Linked DNA regions of Mus musculus: region 2 is linked to region 1. Evidence: chromatin contacts called from public Hi-C data. All regions are on one chromosome and are shown on one strand. The core of a region is the stretch at or near the end of the contact, and the rest is flanking DNA. Distances in the headings are between cores, read along the strand shown. Region 1 overlaps Gm29669 (predicted gene 29669). Region 2 overlaps 4931428L18Rik (RIKEN cDNA 4931428L18 gene).

Evidence for each region. Hi-C and Micro-C count contacts between places; a contact is called where the count stands out from the background.
Region 2: a Hi-C map of the N1E-115 cell line shows a contact between it and region 1, with 5 times the contacts expected there. The contact joins two enhancer-like sites. A contact is called at or near these places in 14 of 484 Hi-C or Micro-C datasets (the AML12 cell line, the C2C12 cell line, the N1E-115 cell line and 7 more) and 3 of 115 datasets of contacts at active chromatin or transcription factors (bone marrow-derived macrophages, fibro-adipogenic progenitors and pancreatic cancer cells).

What each region holds. Positions count from the first base shown.
Region 1 is chr1:31,056,947-31,060,268 of GRCm38.p6, reverse strand. All of the region lies in intron 1 of Gm29669 (predicted gene 29669), which reads left to right. Among named protein-coding and RNA genes, the nearest start is that of Gm29669, 38 kb to the left of the region's middle. Within about 2 kb of position 1,933, at least 36 of the 459 cell types and tissues checked have an H3K27ac peak or open chromatin away from gene starts, as enhancers often do. A contact at or near this core is called in the C2C12 cell line, the N1E-115 cell line and pancreatic cancer cells, where this site is marked.
Region 2 is chr1:31,152,682-31,155,970 of GRCm38.p6, reverse strand. All of the region lies in intron 2 of 4931428L18Rik (RIKEN cDNA 4931428L18 gene), which reads left to right. Among named protein-coding and RNA genes, the nearest start is that of Lgsn, 22 kb to the left of the region's middle. Within about 2 kb of position 1,865, at least 39 of the 459 cell types and tissues checked have an H3K27ac peak or open chromatin away from gene starts, as enhancers often do. A contact at or near this core is called in the C2C12 cell line, the N1E-115 cell line and pancreatic cancer cells, where this site is marked.

The DNA.
Region 1 (3,322 bases), core at 684-3,183:
TGGCTTTTTTTTTTTTTTTTAACAATCTTTTTTTTAATATATTTTATTTATATGAGTACATTTGTAGCTGTCTTCAGATACGCCAGAAGAGGTCATCAGATCCTGTTACAGATGGTTGTGAGCCACCATGTCGTTGCTGGGAATTGAACTTAGGACCTTTGGAAGAGCAGTCAGTGCTCTTACCCGCTGAGTCATCTCTCCAGCCCCAGAATATTTCTAAAACGTTACACAAATCCCATAACAAATAATGTCTGGACCAGTTGTGTCACTCACTCCAACTGTTATTGTGGGGAAAACAGCCAAGTCCTTAGCAAGGAAGAACTCAGTGCTGAGGAACTGACTTCCAAGAGAATGCTTCTGCATGGGGACACATCAAATATCCTCAAATGCCTCTCCAGTCACACCTACATCTTGAAAAGGAAAGACACAGATTAATTTTATGCCTCTCACCTACTTACAGTTTCACTTAAAGAAGACATTTGCTCTTTTAACTTTTCAAATTTAAACCATGATATGCTCCATCAAAGTCAAATTTCTCTGGATTTCCTTTCAAAAGCTATTTCAGTCTGGCCCCCCAGACTCACGCAGTAAGTCCCCGGAGGGTAGGACATAGCGATCTGCTTCCACCAAGCTCCCAAATAGATCTTGTATGCAATAAAATTTGTACAAACTTTTGGGAAGTTGATGAATAACTCCTAACCAAAATACCTTCTTTGCTGTATGGATGGGGAGGATAAGATTATTGCTAAGGCAGCAGGAAGAGAAATTTTAGCAGTAATGTTTTCAAGATACTCCTAGACATTCACCGAAACATAGTTATGAATACTTTCACTATTTCCTAGGAGACTGTGGACTCTTCTATAAAAGTCAAAAGCACGGATCCTAGTGGGAATTCATCTTCCACATGATGTTCTCATTGTCAGCATTTTTTTCCAGAGGTGAACATACTACTAGCAACCAAACAGATCCTGAACACCAGCCGCCATGATGTCTGCCAAGTCAGTCAGCTTGCCAAGTTTCCATAGATTCAATCAGGAAGGAGACAATAAAGCCATATTCATCAGTGCCGTTTATTATACATGGCAGAGCTGAGCAACATGCTCACACAATGCCTGTGGCAGAGAAGCAGATGTAGCTAAGGTAGGAGCTGCACACCAAAGGGGTCACTCTTTTAAAGGAGCTACTGGGAAATCTCACCCCTATAGAAACATCACATTTATTGCCCTAATTGGAAAGTCTGTCTGCCTCTGACTCAGAGAGAGATACTATCTTTATAACCCTGGACTATGTCCAATTAGAGGAGGGAATGAAATTTATTAACTTAGACAGGAAGTAAATCTGCTTGCTCCCTGTCCTACAGCAGCTTTGCAAGTGCCCTAAAACAAAGTTGTCAATCTTCCAATCTCAAAATCACCCAGACAAGCAACACTAATATTAATGTATCTTGCTTTGGCTTTGGTGGCTCAAAAGTTAACCAGGGCATTAAAGGACTCAAACTTATCTTCTCTTATGGACTTCAAAGAACAGAGCTTTCTATTTAATACTTTTTTAGCAATGTGAGCACAGACCTCAAGCTTTGTTAGTGATGGATCATTTCCCAAGCAAAATCTTGGAAGACACTCCAAAAAAAAAAAAAAAAAGAGATGTCTGTATTTCCACTGTGAGCTGAACTTCACAGCAGACCCTTCCCTATGTCATTGAAAGCTAGATTCTGGTCCAGGTTGGCCACTTGGAAGATCCCCCACATCCCAAAACCCAGTTAAAAACTATGGCTGTCCTGAAAGAATAGTTGTTAAGTTATAGTCACCAGGCCTCCCCATAGCAGATTGGTAGGTTGTCAAGCTCTAAGCAAAGGGACACGTGGATGATTTGTAACAGTTCTGACATCAGTTGGGACACAGGAAATGCTGGTGGTTTTAATTAGACGCTCGTCACTGACACATGTAGTTTAGTGCCCATTAACAAGAAATATGGCCAAAGGTGGCTTTAAGGAGTAGCCATCTCTATGCTCTTTGGATTACTTATTCACTCATATGTTTTATTTAGCAAGAAACTGATACTAGTGGATTGTGGTGAGGCATGGTATAATGCGCTCTCTGAAGTCTTGGGAAGTGCATGAGTTCAAGGCCACCCTAAGCTGCATAGCAAGACCTTTGGTAGGTATAGATAGGTTAAATGATAGAGATAGTTAGACAGACAGATGGACAGACAGACAGGCTGACTGACAGATAGATGCTACTAAATATCCTATATCTTGTAGCATGAAAATATTAAGACGTGACCTAAATGGGACTCTCGCATGTGCCACATATCTGTAATATTATAGCACATAGTACACAAAAGCAGTAGTTCAAGGTCATTCTCACCTACATAGCAAGTTCAAGGCCAGCCTAAACTACATAAGACCCTATCTCTAAAATAACGGGATATGATCCCAACAACAGAAGGGGAAATCAAGGAAATATTACACAGACAAAAAAAAATGTGTAATTTTTGTAATGGTAAGAATGCATGCCTTAAGGTCAGTTTGTCTCTATCTGACCTGTTCTGCCTGAGACAGTCACCGAGAGCACATGCAACAATCCTTTAGGTGGGTGTCAGGAACAGTTTCTTTTAATCTACTGGTTTGGGTGGTAATCCATTTTTTAAATTCTTATCTCCTGCTCTAATGCTAAAATCATATAATCTGTGAGCCAATACTTCACACCAGGGAGGCCTCTTAATATTAATAATATCCAGCTGCTTTTCTGACAAGGAACCTGTGCAGAGATGAATTGCTTTTAAGAGAAGTAAGAGTCTTGGAGTTTGATATTGAGAATATAAACCTTTCATCACAAATGATGACGACTACTACAATATTTCATGCTCTAAAAATATCCTTCAGTTAGCTTTCCCTAGCTTCATACGAGCTAAATCCTTTTGCAAGTGAGGAAAGGCAGAGGTAGTACTGCTAGCTAATTTACCCAGCATGCTTCAGGTATTTAAAAAAAAAAAGAGCAGTAAACCTACATCCATTCTTAGCCAATCCAAGGCTCTGCTTCCGTGCTTCCATAAGAAGGGAGTCATTGCAAGTGCCTCTTTGCCCAGCCTTTCTTTCAGCTTTTATCACAAATGCAACTTCATCCAGACAGGGTTAACAGTATACCAGTAATCCCAGAATTTGAAAGGTGAAGATAGCTAGCTAGACACACCAGCTAGCTAGACTAGCAAAACTGGAAAGTACCAGGTAAAGCAGAAAAAACAGAAAACAAAGTAAAAGTGATGGAGAAAGACATCAGACATCAAATGCTGTCTTACACATATCTCTCTCTCTCTCTCATAC
Region 2 (3,289 bases), core at 616-3,115, 96 kb before region 1:
TTTGGTGAAGTGCTATAGTTGGTGTATGGAGGTCCAGTGACCTCTTCTTCCTCTTTGGGTTCTAGGCATGATCTCATTCATTCATCAGACATTTCCTTCTACATGGGCTTCTTTAAACCACTGAGCAGTCTCCCCAAGCCCATAAAACCCTATAGGTTATTCAGTCACACCCAAACTGAAGTTATCCTACAAATGTTGTTATATATTCAGGTCTCAAATCCATTAAGGTAGAAAAATTATCCAGGAGAGCCTGCCATAATCGTGACTCCCAGACTGTCTAGAGATGTACAGCAGGAAAACTCAGAGAGGGCCAAAGAGTAAAGCACATCTGAGATGAAACTATAACAGGCTAAGAGAAAGTGACCTTTGGAATCTTAGCTGCTGAGGCCAAAAAACAAGGAAAAGACATCTTTTGGTTACATCCATCGGTGCTTCCTCTGATCCTGTAGGTCTGATGTCCTAGAGTGTGACTCTGATAAATTCTGTACTAAGGACTTCATGATATTGAATATGGCACCTAGTGAAGGCCAGTCTTAGCTGGAGACTCCGTGAAACAGTGTACTTCCAAACTCATTCAGGAAGGGAAAGTAGAAAAGATTGACTGCTTAAGACACAAATTAATTATGCTAACTCATAAGAGACAGTATAAGTGAGTCAACTTTGCAATTAAGAGAACTAATAGAAGGTTATTTTTGCTAGATGGGGGACATTTATGCACAAGTACTTCAATTTTCTTGTGTCCAAATTTCCGTATCTGTAATATGGAAACAAGTACTTTATTAATTATTTTACAGACCACATCTCCTAGTACGTCCAAAGCATTACAGACAAGAAAACATTTAATATATTTTACTTAACCCTAACCTTGGTTCTGCCATAACCATGAGTCTATAATGTTATCTCAGATCATTCACAGTAAACCTGAAATTAAGCTAAGAGCTTTTTGAGGTTTCCTTTGTGTCTGGATTGAATGAATGACATACGGACAACTGCATTCAATGCATATTGTTGAATCATCAAGTACAATTAGGAAAACTAATTAGTAAGAAAGGAAATTGGGTTTTACCCTAATAAAAAAGAATTGACCAGTCACTGCCATCCAATGTTTAGAGTGTCATTGCCTAATAGAATTTGGGATTCCAGTTCCAGTTCCACTCCCAGAGGCATGCATTCACATCCTAAACTCGTGTCTTTATAAGGTGATTAGATCCTGAGGGTGGCAGACTAAATAGCCAACTGGGGATCAGAGAGATCACTGATCTGTCTACAAGTGAAGTAGCCAGGAATAGCCTCACTGACCCCAAATCCTATATCGCTTCTATCTTGTTCTCCTCCTCCTACAGACTAAAGATAAATATTTCTTCTGTATATAACTTATGACATTTTGTTATAACAGTCTGAAAAGACTAAGACTATACCAAAAAACAAACAAACAAATCAATTTCCACAGACTAAAACTCAGTAGCAACCCAGTGATCTTGATTGCTTCAGATTCAATTGGATAATGATGTGCTTTTCAATGAGATTTCAATTACATAAACTGTAGCCTGTCAAAACCCAAAGCTGGTTTTGTTTGTTTGTTTCAGCATGCTAAAGGAAATTTCGAGAAATTTCCCAATCTATAAAAGAAGGATCACTCTCCATGAACGGGTTGGTATTGTACTTAAAAGTAAGTTAATTAAAACGAAAGTGATTTTAAAAGAGAATGGGATTGAGGCAAGGATGAGCTTTCTGGTAAAAGAAATGCAGCTTTGGGGAATTGTTACGTAAGGGAATAATAGCAGCGAGCAAACAGCAGGTGGCAACATCTGCCCAGTCTCTATTCCTGTCACCAGTCCTGTGAGGTGATCACCCTTCCTGTGAGCTAATGATTCACCAAGTGTGGGACTTTCCACAATTCTCTTATCAGAATCGATATTTATGTGAGAGTACATTCCTTGATTGTATTCTTTCTATTTTAGGATATCATGCTTGTTTCTTATCAGAGGACTGCACTAGAATCATTAATCCTAATGACTAATGTTAGATCATTTATCTAACTCCTAAAGGAAGACACAAAACTTCTCCCCTCACGTGGTTTGGACAGATGAGGTCACTGAATTAAGTGAGGTTCGGAATTCACAGAATCAAGAGTATGGAAGTTCTTAAAATCTAAAATATAATGAAGTTCATTAAGAAATAAACTCATAAATTCACTAGCAGATATGCTTGCATACTTGGGAGCCCTGGGGATTATTTTCTTCATCAAAATACATCCTAGAATAAATCAACAGTAGAGTAGACCACACACTAATAATAATAATAATAATAATAATAATAATAATAATAATAATAATATTGTGAATAATACGAACAAAAATGGTTCCTTCCAGGAGGTTGAATAAGAGGCTCAGTGGTTAAGACGGAGTTCCGCTTGTTGATTCCCAGCACCCAAAGCCCACAGGCAAAAAGAAAAAAAAGAAGTCTTCAGGATAGGGTTTTTTTTTTGGGGGGGGGGCTGAGGAGGTATGGAAAAATAAAGAGCCACTGCATCACGTCAACTAGCATATTTTGCTGTCACTGCAGAGACATCTGGAGACATGGGCTGTTTCTTCTCTGAGCACAGCAACCCACTGTTCTCTGTAACCCTGAAACCTGTGATCCTGTGCAGTTCTCACAGGCAAGTCTCCACACGTAAGAGGCTTATGGGGAAATAAAGGCAAAGTCTCTGTGACCTGTGGTCATTCCTCACTGCAGAGGTGCACAGGTGCACTTCTCGGACAGCAGAGGTCAGCAACACAAAGAGAAGAGACAGAGCAATGTGCAAGAGGGCTGCTCTCCAGACATTGTTGTGAACAGAAAAAAAAATGAGTGGCAACTTTGTAACACAGAGAAACACACATACACACTACACATACACACACACACACACACACCTCACATATACATACACACACACATATACATCACACACATGTGCATACACACACCACATATGCACATGCCATAAAAATGCACACATAACACATGCACACACAGCATATACACACACATATGCACATGGTACATATACCACATACACATTATATATATATATATATATATATATGTATATATATATATATATATATATATACCATGAGCTATACAAATATACTGCATAATATATATATATGTATATATATATGCTGCATATACTATGTATTTATACCATACATACACATATACAAACACACATACATGTACACATAGACATTCCACACACATTATACACACTATATATTTTCTACATACAATATATACATACCAC